Regions from separate parts of the Mus musculus genome. Here all the other regions are linked to region 2. The links are chromatin contacts, called in public Hi-C and promoter capture Hi-C maps. All regions are on one chromosome and are shown on one strand. Each heading gives the region's core, a stretch centred on a gene start, on an enhancer-like site or on the middle of the called end of the contact. The rest is flanking DNA. Distances are from core to core; before and after follow the strand shown.

The links. A called contact is a pair of places that touch in the nucleus more often than the background predicts. Capture Hi-C pulls out chosen DNA fragments and counts their contacts.
Region 1: a contact with region 2 is called in a Hi-C map of B cells, with 6 read pairs. The contact joins the promoter of Insig1 here to the promoter of Galnt11 in region 2. A contact is called at or near these places in 1 of 39 promoter capture datasets (liver), 1 of 484 Hi-C or Micro-C datasets (B cells) and 1 of 115 datasets of contacts at active chromatin or transcription factors (astrocytes).
Region 3: a contact with region 2 is called in a promoter capture Hi-C map of liver, with 2.7 times the contacts expected there. The contact joins the promoter of 6030443J06Rik here to the promoter of Galnt11 in region 2. A contact is called at or near these places in 2 of 39 promoter capture datasets (liver and pre-B cells) and 2 of 9 other capture datasets (adipose tissue and liver).

What each region holds. Positions count from the first base shown.
Region 1 is chr5:28,068,989-28,073,432 of GRCm38.p6, forward strand. Insig1 (insulin induced gene 1) reads left to right here and starts at 2,424. Exons shown (of 5, transcript NM_153526.5): 1 at 2,424-2,807. The coding sequence starts at 2,450. The region is part of intron 1 of Gm35223 (a long non-coding RNA gene); the gene reads right to left.
Region 2 is chr5:25,220,764-25,225,638 of GRCm38.p6, forward strand. It overlaps Galnt11 (polypeptide N-acetylgalactosaminyltransferase 11), which reads left to right and starts at 2,109. Exons shown (of 12, transcript NM_144908.4): 1 at 2,109-2,268.
Region 3 is chr5:22,547,873-22,552,340 of GRCm38.p6, forward strand. It overlaps 6030443J06Rik (RIKEN cDNA 6030443J06 gene), which reads left to right and starts at 2,541. Exons shown (of 3, transcript NR_102315.1): 1 at 2,541-2,600. It overlaps Orc5 (origin recognition complex, subunit 5), which reads right to left and starts at 2,466. Exons shown (of 14, transcript NM_011959.3): 1 at 2,320-2,466; 2 at 52-144. The coding sequence starts at 2,391.

The DNA.
Region 1 (4,444 bases), core at 1,174-3,673, 2.8 Mb after region 2:
GCACATGCAAGTGGAGGTCAGGGGTAGATCTCAGCAGTCTTCCTCAATTGCTCTCCACCTCTTTTTGAAACAAGGTCTCTCTCCGAACTCAGAGCTCAGTTTTAGGTGTATGATCCAGCTACCATGCTCCAAGGGTCCTGTCTGCCTCCCTAGTACTGGGACAGACATGTACTGCTACATATGTGGCTCCTTGTGGGTTCTGAGGGATCAAACTCCGTTTCTTATTCTTAATCAGCAAACACGTTACTGACCAAGTCATTACCTCACCCCAGATATGATTCTATTTTCTGAACAGTCTACAGTGAGCAAGGGGTGAGACTACATTAAAATAGCCAATCTACTTCCTTATCTAGTCCGTTTTAAGAATTAAGTCACAAATGATCATTGGTATTATCCCAGGAAGAATGGCAGAGATATAGATAAAAAGCAATGGGTGGCTCCCAGGTAAGTTCTCAGTAGATGGAAGCACCTGCAATCAGCAAAGCTGTAATGATTAACATGAAGTGGTACAGTGAAGGGCCAAGGAGCTCCACCTCAAAAGCATCTCCCTAGCAACCCCACTCATCCTCAGGGCCAGAGAAGGGACCCCTGATCTTCCATTTCCAGTATGCATTAAAAACAAACAAAACAAACAAACAAAAACAAAAACCTAGCAGGCCTTGGGTATCATTTTTGATAGGCAGGCAGCCTCTCCAAGAGCCTCAGTTTGAACTCTTCTCTACCGTCACCCTACATTCACTGAAAGTGAGGTAAACTGCTCATGAGCCCATAGCAGCCCCCGTGGGACCCCCAGAGAACCAGGCCACAGGGTGTATCCTTCATGGTCCACAGGGCACCTTGGTCTGCATACCACAACAGCCACCAGGGTTTAAGCCCACAGCTTGCTTTGTCCCGGTGCAGATGAGCTGGTCAAGCAGCAGCAGAGGTTAGACTGCATTAATACTGGCTTGGGTAAGCAGAAGAAACAACCAAGTTGGTAACAGAGCAATTGTCTGAAGATATCAACCCCTGCCCCCAGGCAAGCATCACAAAAGCACACAAAGTATTATTAGAACCTCTTAGCCTACTTGGTAAGAATTATAACAAGAGGAAAAAAATCCGGGGGAGAGTCTGTAAAGACAAGCAAAATGGCTTGAGAAAAAGGGACTGAATTACATCTCAGTGCTCACAAGACAGATGCTTGGTGCTGGGGCGTGGGTGCAGGGTCTGGGACTGTCCCATCAAGCCAGCTTCCTGCAAGTGACTGGCATGTCTGTTCCTTAGGGCCAAGTTTCCTATGAGCGATGTGTCTGTTCCTTGGGGGCAAAATTGTGTGTATTTACACAGGTGTCGCTTTCTCAACATCTGTTTAGAGTACTTGCAGCTGATGATGGGTGGTAGAGGCAGCACCTGCTACATCCCACAGCAGAGACTCACTGCCTTTAACAATTTCCTATCAGCTGAAGCTGGGCAGGCCCTCCTGCTTTCTTGCTGTCAAAAAGGCTCCCATGTTGCTGTAATACACCATACAGTACTGATGTCCCCAACCCCCGTGTGTGTATGCCCATGAAACCTCACATGCATGGACTGGCCAGAGTGTGGAAAATGGCGAAGACCCAAGTTGCAACATTCCTTGAAGTCAAAACTGCTTCAAGCTCTTCCAAACAACGCATAGAGCCGCCTAAGAGAGGAGTGGACAGGCTGTGAGGGAAAGACAGCCAGGTCTCCACACCCGTGTCACGCTGGGAAAATGACAGCCCCCATGATCTCTGAGAAACAGCCTGCTTAGGAGGGTGACTTTGTTTTACACTTTTGGCACAAAGCCACATTCCTTACCTAAGGTCTCACACACACACAGTGCCTTTTCAGGCCTGCTCACCACCCTGTGGTTTTAGCCGGTGGCGTCTTGGCTAGGGGAGCCCTGGTCTGAGCTGTGAACCTGCAGAGCACTTGCCATTAGCAGCCAGCCCAAGCGATCCCAGGTCTTTTAAGCACTCAGGAGGGTTTGCGCTCCGGGTCCTTTCCTTCGGACCTGCGTGGACCTCATTATCTCAGAAACCGAGGTCCGGCAGCGCAATAGGGCAGCATCGGACCATCTGACTCGCTGGCCGCCCGCTCCGGTGCCCGCCCCGGCGCCTGCCCGAATAGCGCGCGCTCGAGCGCGTGCCGGGCACCAGCCCCACCCCCCCGGTGGCGTGTGCATACGTCATATGGGCCGCCCTCCTCCCATTGGCTCCGGCGGCCTCACCAGACCCCGAGCGGACAGGCGCGCGGACAGGGCGGGGCCGCTTGAAGACACGCCCCCCAGCAGGGCGCGCGGGCGGCGGATAGGCTGGGTGAGGTCACGTGGCTCCGGTGGCAGCCTGCCTTATAAGCGGAAACCGCGCGGGGCCGCGGCCGCTCCTGGGCCGTCCGGGCGCGGTACGTGTAGTGTCGTGGCGTGTACCTTCCATGCTGTGCCTGGACGCCGATGCCCAGGCTGCACGACCACGTCTGGAACTATCCAAGCGCGGGCGCTGCGAGGCCGTACAGCCTCCCGCGAGGCATGATTGCGGCGGCCGCTTGTCCGCAGGGCCCCGGAGTCCCCGAACCCGAGCACGCGCCCCGGGGCCAGCGAGCGGGAACCACAGGATGCAGCGCGCGGCCGGGCAGCTGGCACCACGACTTGGTGCAGCGGAGCCTAGTGCTCTTCTCATTTGGCGTGGTCCTGGCCCTGGTGCTCAACCTGCTGCAGATCCAGCGGAATGTCACGCTCTTCCCCGACGAGGTGATAGCCACCATCTTCTCCTCCGCCTGGTGGGTGCCCCCGTGCTGTGGCACGGCAGCGGGTGAGTGCCTTTCCTTGTTCTTGGGGTGGGGGAGGGGGATGAAGGGACACGTCAGCTGTTAAAGTCACCCTTGTTACAAGAAAAGGAGAACGGAGAGGGTAGGAAACCCCAGACGTTGGCGAGCGACAGGCGGAAGTTGGAGGGACTAGTGATGGAGATGAGGTCAGGAGATAATTGGCAGTTTAAGTGGAGGAGTCGCAGCTGTCTCGTTGAGCCAGAAGCCAGGATTGGCCGCCTGGAGAACTGGTGAGGGCAGCACCACGCAGCTATTGGCTGCCTGAGCAAACGTGCTACCTCGCTGGATAACTGAAAACAAACCATCACGTGCGCTCAAGAGGCAGTTGCCAGGGGACAGACTTCTCTGCCTTCTGCAGATTGTGGCTATCAGCCAAACCTTCTGGAACTCCGTGCCCAGTAGACTTGGGACAGGAGGAAAAAAGGAGCCTTTGGGCCTAAGCACACCTATGGTGTCACCTCTTAGGCCCAACGAAACTTGTAACAGTGCCACAGTCTTTTTTCTTTCCTTGATCATTTTGCTGCTTTTTGCCAAAAGTGTTGAGTAATTACAGTCCAACAGATCCTGCATAGTTTACAGTGTACAGCGTTGATAACCATTTGTCAAGTGTTTCTCCCCCCTCAGCCCTGCTTGTCCTTGTCCTGTCCTGTGTAGGTGGGCAGTATTTGCTCAGGTGCATCTTTCCTCCAATCTGCAGCCACAGGACAGCAGGAGCAGTGCCTGTCTGCTTTGAAGCCAGCTTTTATTGACTGCCTGCCTATGCTTTATATGCTGGGCTTGGGTGCTGTGCTGTAGCTGAGTCATGGGTTAAATGTAGGATGCAGGACACTTAACTGTTGATTTCCAAGGCTGCTTGCTCTCAGGCTCACCTGCAGCATTATGAGGGTCAGCCACATGACAGTTGTGTGCTTCTTGGTTGTTTTGGACTGGGGGTGGCCTCATTCATGCTAGGCAAATCATCTGCCACCAAACTACTATCCCCAGCATTTAAAAGTTCCTTGGGGAATAAGATGGAGATTTGAATTCTCTTTTCCTTACATATGAAACCTAAGGCTCTTTGAATTTGAAAGTTTATCTTCAACATGAAGCATCATGTTTGTGATGAAAGTTTAAGGGAACCCAGTAAACCAGTTTCTCATCTGAATATGAGGCTGGACTGGTACTGCTTTCACCACTGAGGCTGAGTGCCTGTGTTCACACTGGACAAGGTGGGACGGCAGCCTGACTGAGGTCTTGTGCCCTGTGTCCATGAGACTGCTCCCACTTGTACTGCAGACAGTCCCTCCCTTCCTGGGTTTTACTCTCTTTGTGTCTTCTGGAGTGCCCAACTTCTGCTGTCCAAATGTTTTGGAGTCCAATCTGTGTTTGTGACAGTTCCTAACTCTGAGAACCACAGAACCTTCTTTGCCCTCCACTTTACTTACATAATCCTCATTTCACACATGCGAAAACAAACTCGAGGAGACCTGTCCAGCCTCTCTCCCTTCTTGAGACCCTACCCTCCTCACAGTGTGAGACTTGTCTTCACTGGGGCCAGGTCAAGGCTGAGAAAAAGAGAGCAGTGTGGGGTGGCCTTCCCACAGCCTTTTCTTACAGGTGTATGTAAGGTAATACTTTGTGC
Region 2 (4,875 bases), core at 859-3,358:
CTTCTTTTCTGCTTCTATTTTCACATCTTTGCCCTCTGTTCTCTAGTCTGTGACCCACAGCTTTCCCAAGGCTTCTTCAATTATGTCCTGCTTTTCTCTAAGAAGCTCTGGGCCCTGCAGGGACTGGGACAGAAGCAGCTAGTCTCCTGCCTGCCGTGTCCACAGACTCCCCAATGCTAGAGAACTTCTCTGGGGTTTGGAGAATGCTATAGAGTTCACCCTAGAGAAGGTGAGTTTAAGAAGGCCAAAGAGGGGTAATTCACAAAATCTACAAAGAAAATTCTGGAAGAAACATACTGAAAGGACGAAAAAGGAGGAAATGCCTGACAGGGATGCCCCCACAGCCCATGCAGGCACAACCTACCTGCTCTCTCATCACTGCAGTGGTGTTTCTTATGGGTTCCTAGCAGGACTGAGCTCGAGGATGCTCACCGCGGTCCTGTATTTTGTAAGCTTCACCCATTTGAGGATCCTAGTAAACTGGCTAAATCTTCACTTCCACTTTGATGGATTTGAAATTACCTAGGAAACATTCCTGTTCTGGGCAGGTCTTTTTTTGTTTTGTTTTGTTTGTTTGTTTTTGAGACAGGGCTAATCTGTGTAGCCTTGGCTGTCCTGTAACTAGCTCTGTAGATCAGGTTGGCCCCAAACTCATATCCACTTGTCTCTGCTGTCCTTCCCAGTGCTGAGATAAAAGGTGTGTGGCAGCACTGCCTTGCTCTGGCCATGTCTTTGTGGTTTCCTGAGAGGTTTAGCTGAGTAAGGAAAACCTACCTGGAATGTGGGTGGCCATGGAGCAGGGATCAAATAAAAAGAAAAAAACAAAACAAAACAAAAAAACAAAACAAACCAGGTTGTAAGATGAGCACCAGCCTCTCTGGGCCTCCTGAGGGTGAAGTGTCACAGGCTACCTTAGACCTCTGCTTGCCATGGCTTACCCACCACAGCAGAGGCTGTACCTCACACTGTGGCCAAAATAAACCCTTAAGTAGTTTCTGTCAGGAACGTTGTCACACATACAGGAACAATAGCAGACACATGGTTATGGCATGACAATGCTTCTGTTCTATTGCCCTCTCGTGAGAGAGTCATCCCTTAAACAACCATGAGTTCCCGTTAAGATGCTGTGTGGACAAGAATGGGAACTATGAAAAATGCTTTCTTTGGCATTGAGCAGCAACTGTTTGACTGAGGGCAATGGCCATGGAAGGACACAGATAAGGGCCATCAGGATTTCAGCCTTAAGGATAGACCTAGGTAACCTCACAGAGCATCCTACAGCCTCACAATACTAGTAAGTATTTGGCAGGGCCACATATGAGTTAATTTTGTGCCACTGTGTTGACAACTTAAAGGGAAAAGAGTTATTTTGGTTCATGGTTACTGAGGGTTTATTGCATGGTTGCTTGGCCATCGCATTTGAGCAGAACATCAGGATGACAGCAGTATATGGGGTAGGTTATTTACTTCATGATGGGCAGGAAGCCAGAAGGAGACTTGGACAATTGGACCAGGTAAGACCCTCGGACATCCCTGATCCTTCTCCCTCTAGATTGACCCCCACCTCCAAAAAGTTTCTACAATCTTTGGCAATTGCACCACCAGCAGGCACCAAGCTCCACATAAGCCCCAGTGGGGCATTTCAAGTCAAAGTCGGTCACCACAGCCAGTTAATGCAGGAGGGAAGTATCCTGGGTTAATGCTAGCTAGAACAATTTATTGGTTCAGGAGATGCTGCTTTCTTAAAAATAAGGGACGCAGAATTTTCTCCTTACATATGTCCCATTGCTCTACCAGACATCACGGATTTAAAAAAAAAAAGTCTTGGCTGAATAGCATGGTGAGATAACAGGATTAATATAGATACCCGTCAATGTAAAGCAGCATTAATGGACCAACTACCAAAACCTTACCATTCTGTTTGATCTGCTAAATTTCCTCACATTCTCTCCAAGAAAAAGTCGTCCCCTCATCTAAGCTTCTCTCTGGAGTGAACTTCACTAAGGCCCTATGGGACAGAGCTCAGCTCCACACTGGGCGGGGAGGAGCCCGGGCCTCGTGACGCCAGGCCGCGGGCGGTGACGTCATCCTCGGAGGCGAGGGCGTGCGTGCGGTGACGCGTGCCGTGACGCGAGGGCTCCGCAAGGCTGCGTGTCGTGGGCCGCGTCGCGCGCCGCGGCTCGTGCGGCTCGGCCCGGGCTGTGGCGGGAGCGGAGATGCCGCAGCCCGTGCCCTGGAGCGCCGCTATCCCGGCCTGCGGGTGTCGCGGTGAGTAGCCGGCCCGCGGCGCTTGACCCCGCGCGGCCTACGTCGGCGCCTGAGCGTGGGCTGCGGCCTGAAGGGACGCGGCTGCTGGAGCAGGCTTGGTGGCCTGGGAGGCCAGAGCTGCTTCCGGATTCAACAGCAGTGATGGGTACTGCGCATGGCCGTTCTCTCGGTGGCCGTAACCTCCAGCCAGTGTTGTGATTTACTAGAAAAAAATACCGATTTTATCTTTATTGCTGTTATTACGGTCAGGATTTAGACCGCGTCGGTACAGGAGGCTGGAAGACAGAAAGGATGCATGTTTCTTTGCAGTATGCTTGTTAAAAAAATTACCTTTTATGGTTTTCGTACACCCCAAACTAGTGCTTTAAATATAAATATAGGAAGACCCGCCACCTGTCTGTCAGATCTTGTCCTTTTACTTTGAGAGCCATCATGTTGGTTGGTTGCTTATCTTCAAACAAAAAATGAGACCCTGGAGACGCTTTCTAGTCCGTGGGCCCAACAAAACAGTTACTTCAAACTTATTTCTTCTTTTATTTGAAATAATGCTTTAAGAAAAACAGGAAGTAAGCCTTTCTTACCCTCAGCATGTGCCTGCCACGGAGCTCTGCAACTGAAATGTCACCATACCGTAGTCTATAGTTTTCATTTGATGGCCCTGGAATCAAATCTCTAACATTTCTGTGCTGTTTCTTGCCAGGTTTCTTAACAATTTTATATTACTATTTTTCTTGTGAAGTATAATTAACATGAAGTTTATTGATTATTTTACTAGTATAGTTGAATGGCATCGGGTACATTCACAGTGTTGTCTTAACAGGCAGTGCCATATATTTCCAAAATCAATCACTCAGGACAGACATTATAACATAGGGCAGGGACTCCTGCTCTTCTTCAGTCTCTCAGTTTACCTGGTTTAGATACTTCATTTGAATTGGAATCCATGGTCTTTCCTTTATCTGTATCTGTTTGAGGCTATTCTTGGTTGTCAACTTGACAACCAAAAATGGCTAGACACAACTGTGAGAGATTTTTGCTGAATTAAATCATTTGAAGTGGGGAGAGCATTTCTAATCTGTATCTTTGAGGTGGGAAGATCCACCTTTAATCTAAGGCCACACCTTCTGCTGGCAGCCTTTACAAAGGCTATGGAATAAGGAAGCCCCCTCTTTGCCTGCTTGCTCTCACCCATACTTGAAAGTCCATATTCCTTCACTGGCATTAGAGCCTGTTTGTATGCTGGATTCCAGTGTATGCTGAAGAACAGCCGAGACTTCCAGCTTTGTGGATGAGCAACTAGATTCTTGGACTTGACATCAGTAGACGGCCATTGTTGGACTTGCGGGAGTACTCTAATAAATCCCCCCTCTCTCTATATGGAGAAATCCATTCTATAATTTCTGTTACTCTAGAGAATCCTGGCAAATAGTTTCTCTGCTTTCTGTCTTTGGAATGTCTATGGAAGGTTTGAATTGCTTAGTTCGTGTTTGAAAAGCACTGACTGCTGAGTCTGATGGCTCCACTTGTCTGGCTTGGTCTCCAGTGACCTTTATGGCCTTTCATATTGCTTGTCAGCACATCTTCTGGATGTACCTTGGAACCCTTCTTCTTTTTTTTTTTTTAATTTTTTACTAGGTATTTAGCTCATTTACATTTCCAATGCTATCCCAAAAGTCCCCCATACCCACCCACTCCCCCTTTTTGGCCCTGGCATTCCCCTCTACTGGGGCATATAAAGTTTGCAAGTCCAACGGGCCTCTTTTTCCAGTGATGGCCGCTTAGGTCATCTTTTGATACATATGCAGCTAAAGACAAGAGCTCCAGGGTACTGGTTAGTTCATAATGTTGTTCCACCTATAGGGTTGCAGATCTCTTTAGCTCCTTGGGTAATTTCTCTAGCTCCTCCATTGGGGGCCCTGTGTTCCATCCTTGGAACCCTTCGGAAGTCTTTTCCTAGGTTCTTCTCCAAAGTTCCCAGTGTCCCAGAGGATCTGTTCAGTATCTGTTCTCTGCACCTGCTCTTCCTTTGTTACGTAAACCTGCTCTGCATTGGTTTCTCTGTAGCTTCAGCTACAGTTCCCGTGTGTCTTAAGTTTCTGTGTGAAGCCTGGGTTCCAATGTGAAGGCATTGCCCTATCTTCAATGTACCAGCTCACCTCTGACCCTTGTTCTGGGTCATCAAGACTTGAAAGCTTGGTGCTATAGCCTCTTCTTCCTTAGGTGACGCCATTCATGCTGACCAGTATAGGTAGTTAGTTGGTCTTTGTTTTACCTTCCCCACTCAGTTTCACAGCCCAAGGTCAAGCCAAGATGGCTTCTCCTTGTGATTGTTGTCATTAACTCCTTGATTCTAAACATTTTCTCCCTCTATCCTAAACCGTTTTGTACACAGCTGTCAGGACTTCTTCCCTAAGCTGGGTAGTAGAATTGCATAAAGACACTAGCTAGCGATTTTCATCCCACTTCCCAATAGGGTCTCACTCTGTAGCCCAGGCTGGCCCGAACTGTTGTCACATTCTTCCTGCTACAGCTTCCCAAGTGCTGGGGTTGTAAATGTGAACTACCAAGTCCAGTTCATTCCTGACACGTTTATTCTTAGTGGCAGAG
Region 3 (4,468 bases), core at 1,291-3,790, 2.7 Mb before region 2:
CTCTAGTGACGTAAGAATAAAGGTCCACATCAGGGTTAGGGTTATTCTTACCTCTAAAGTTTTCAACAATGTTTGTGTTACATAGGTCTTCCCACTGGCAGTGTGTCCATAAATAAAGATGGACGGAAAGCTGAAATGATGTCTCTAAGAAAGAAAAGACAGGATAACACTAAATCCAAGTTATTTCAGTGGTATATACATATTCTTTTTTTTATTATTATTATTTGGTTTTTTGAGACAGGGTTTCTCTGTGTAGCCCTGTAGTTCCTGGCTGTCCTGGAACTCACTTTGTAGACCAGGCTGGCCTCGAACTCAGATATCCGCCTGCCTCTGCCTCCCGAGTGCTGGGATTAAAGGCGTGTGCCTAATACTTTAAGTTGAACTTAAATTCAACTCAACGTGTGTCCCCTTATGGAATTATCCTATAAAATTATAAGCGACTGAGCAGCACAGATACCAGTGTCAAACAGGGTAGACTCTGATGGCTTCAAACATCTACTGGGGAGACATAAATTTTTAAAATAATTTCAGGTATCATTTCATAAGCAAAAAGGAAGCTCATGACTTTTTGTTTTTCTTTCTTTCCAAAGCTAGATGAAATCTGGAATCCCATCACACTTGTATACATCTACTCTTTGGAGCCTACTACAGTATTCCCTGCCCATACAAGCTTCCATTGCCGTGATTAATAGCATGCTCAGAGGCGTCCTGTGGAGGAAAGGGTTTACTTCAGCTTGACGGTTATAGTTCATCATGAAGGAAAGTTGGGGCAGGAATTCCAGGCAAGAACCTAGAAGCAGAAACTGAAGCAGAGGCCACGGAGGAAGGTGTCTTAATGACTTACTCAGCTTGCTTTCTTCCCTGGAGTTGTACCATTCCCAGTGGGCTGGGCCCTCCCACATCAATCATTAATCAAGAAAATGTCCTACAGACTTGCCTACTGACTATCTGTTGGAGGCATATTTGTTTTCAGTTATGTTCTCTCTTCCCACGAGGGCAAAACTAACCAGCATGCTCCCCTTTTAAACAACGTTCACATTGTCACCTAGAGTTGAAATGAACTCTGACTCCACTGTCACTTAACTTTTCCCCAACATGTGCCACAAGACTGAATCTGGCACAGTGCCACACACAGAGCCAGTGCTCAGAAAATACACACTTGCTAAACATATAAATTAGTCTTCTACGAGCATAGCTAGCTCTTTTTTCTTCTGTAGCTATTTGCTATAGTGGTTCTTTGTATTTCCCACATGCAAACTTCCTTGAAGAAAAATATTGTTTTTGTTAGATGTAGTATTAAATAAGAGCAAAGGTGAAGCCTTTTCTGGGACCCACTGCTAAATCAGCCCTACCTATCTTATTTTGCTAATAAAGTATTCCTCAAAAAAAGAGGAGTACTTTTGGTTAGAATAATCTGGGTTTATCAAGTCCAATGAAGGAATGTACAGAGCATAAACAATTATACATTTCAATAATATAGGTAACTATAACTGAAAGCATTATAACTAGGAACTACAGATGCAGCTGACCTCTAGAATTGCTAACATGACGCCTTTTAGATGGAGGGAAGTACTTTTCCATGACTATTTCATCTGCCACCACAGACGCACTGGATCCGACACTCTGCTGGATGAAAGTACATTTCTAAAGGAAGACTAAATGGCTATTTGTATTTGCTCATCTCCCAGATAAGATCCAAGTGCAATCAATTCTAATTAATGAGCACAATGCAAGGCAACTGAGAGAAATGAATGTTACTTCAGCCTGTGTTCACTTCAGAGGCTAACCTCTCCCCTCTAAATCATCTCATCTGGTCGGCAGGGAGAGAAACCCAAGCGAGACTTCTCCTGGCTTTTATAATTCTAGAAAAGCTGAAGGATTTTAAAGGCTAAACCACAGCGTTACCCTAATTGGCCTTGAAGCCAATCACCTCTCTGTATTTGACCCAATCTATACCTCACTACAACGGGCGAACTGGCGTTTAGTAAACACTCTGCAAACAGACTTCCTACCCAAACCCTGTTCTGCAGCAACTTGCAGTAGCTATTTGGGGCTCACATAATCTCCAAAGTGTGGTCCAAGTAAAAGGAGCACTTCCTAGCCGACGTCCTGTAGAGCAGGCCAGCTCTTCCTCTGCAGTCTCCTTTAAAATAGACTGAGAAGTTTCTTTGGGTAAGTGTGGGGCAGTCATACCGCACCTCCATCTTAACATAAGGGGGATAGCCTACCGCCTCGCAATCCACACAGTACTCCCCCCAAACGGAACGGATCCAGGACGCATTCGCCTCTGGCATTTGGGAAGCAGTCTGACTACAATACCTCTCCAAACAGGGACTGCAAAGTGGACACTTGGGCCTCTCGACAGAGGACCATGCTCTCCAAGTGAGACATTTTGGCGGGCACCACCTGATACTGCAGAGCAGTTGGCCTCCGGTCAGCCCTGCGCCACTCAGGCGTGGTTCACGTAGAACAACCGCAAGCTTTCCGGCCGGAAGCCTGGGCTGGGGGCGGAGCCAGCGCGGTCGAGTGACGTCAGGGAGCCGCGCGACAACGTGGGCCGCTCTAGTCTCCAGGCGGCGGTGCTCAGTGGTCGGTTACTGGTAAGTGGTTATCGCTTCCCACTCTGGCCTGAGCTTTCCAGCCTGAAACCCTTACACAAGCTGAAGGGCGACCTGGGGGCACCTCACCGCCCACCTTCTGTGTCTTCAGTTCCCTCCAGAAAGCCGCACACATAAAAGTACCGACAGAAACGAGTATTCTTTAAAAAAAAATTGGTTTTCCTCTGGCAAGAAAGTGGACAATGGGAACTCTGTGGAACTAACTAAATAAAATCATTTGTTTGTCTTTGCAAGCTTGAAACTAGATGTGGAAGTATTCGAGTGTTAGTGAGGGTAATCAGTAAAATTAACGTTGTCCTTGCACATTTATAGGACACCTGGAAGAAGAAAAGCCTTGAAATGAAAGAATGTATAGGAATAAGAAAATTCGTGTCCAAAGAGAGGGCTTTGGGTCCTGAAAAAAAAATTTGGTCTGGAAACATTGACTCAACTTTTTCTGAATTTTGAGATGTTGGGAGAATCTTTGAACCGTTTATTTATAAACTTCCTTATATAGAACATAAGGACTATAGTAGAGTATTTTTAAGAATAAAAGATAATGTACGCAGTGTCTGCTACACATAGATTTCATAAACAGTGCAAAAAGACAAGGAAAACACGGCACCCATATTAGAAAGAGGCCCATTATGTATTATTGAACAATACAACTGCCTGTGGAGGAAATCTAATTACCACACACACACACACACACTTTGGTTCCAAAGTGGTTGTACAAGTTTGAATTACTACCTGCAATGAAGAAGTATTCCCCTTACTCCACAGCCTCTACCATAAGTAGTTAGTGACAATCCTTTCCCAATCTGTAGGCTGCTGTTTGGTCCTGTTGATAGAGCCCTTTGCCTTACAGAAGCTTTTCAGTTTCATGAGGTCCCATTTATCAATATTTGATCTTAGAGCCTGAGCCACTGGTGTTCTATTCAGGACATTTTCCCTATGCCAGCGTGTTCATGGCTCTTCCCCACTTTCTCTTCTATTAGACTCAATGTATCCGGTTTTATGTTGAGATCCTTGATCCACTTGGACTTGAGGTTTGTGCAAGATGATAAATATGGATCTATTTTCATTCTTCTACATACAGACTGCCAGTTAGACCAGCACCATTTATTGAAGGTGCTTGCTTTCTTTCTTTCTTTCTTTCTTTCTTTCTTTCTTTCTTTCTTTCTTTCTTTCTTTCTTTTTCACTGTATAATTTTGGCTTCTTTTTCAAAGATCAAGTGTTCATAGGTATGTGAGTTTGTTTCTGGGTCTTTGATTCATTTACTTTGATCTGTGAGTCTGTTTTTGTATCAGTATCACACAGGTGTTTTGTATCACTGTTGCTCTTTATTACAGCCTGAGGTCAGGGACTGTGACTCTTCTGGAAGTTCTTTCATTGCTCAGGATTGTTTTGGCTCTCCTGTGGTTTTTGTTTGTTTGTTTGTTTGTTTGTTTCTTATGAAGTTGAGAATTGCTTGTTCAAGGTCTATAAAAAATTGTGTTGGAATCTGTAAATTGCCTTCGGTAGGATGGTCATTTTCACTATTTTAATCCTGCCTATCCTTGAGCATGGGAGAGTTTACATCTAACTGATATCTTCTTCAATTTCTTTCTTTAGGGTGTTGTTTCCCTATTTTTTTTCTCAGACAGTTTATCATTTGTGTAAAGGAAGTCTATTGATTTCTTTGAGCTAATTTTTTATCCAGCCACTTTGCTGAAGTTGTTGATCAGCTGTAGGAGTTCTTTGCTAGAAGTTTGGGGATTGCTTATATATACAATCATATTGAGAGGCCAAGCATACTCCATATTGGGACTGGACTTGATCTAAAAGAAAAAAAAGTTTAAGCACTTGATCTGTAGCTGAACCCAAGTAC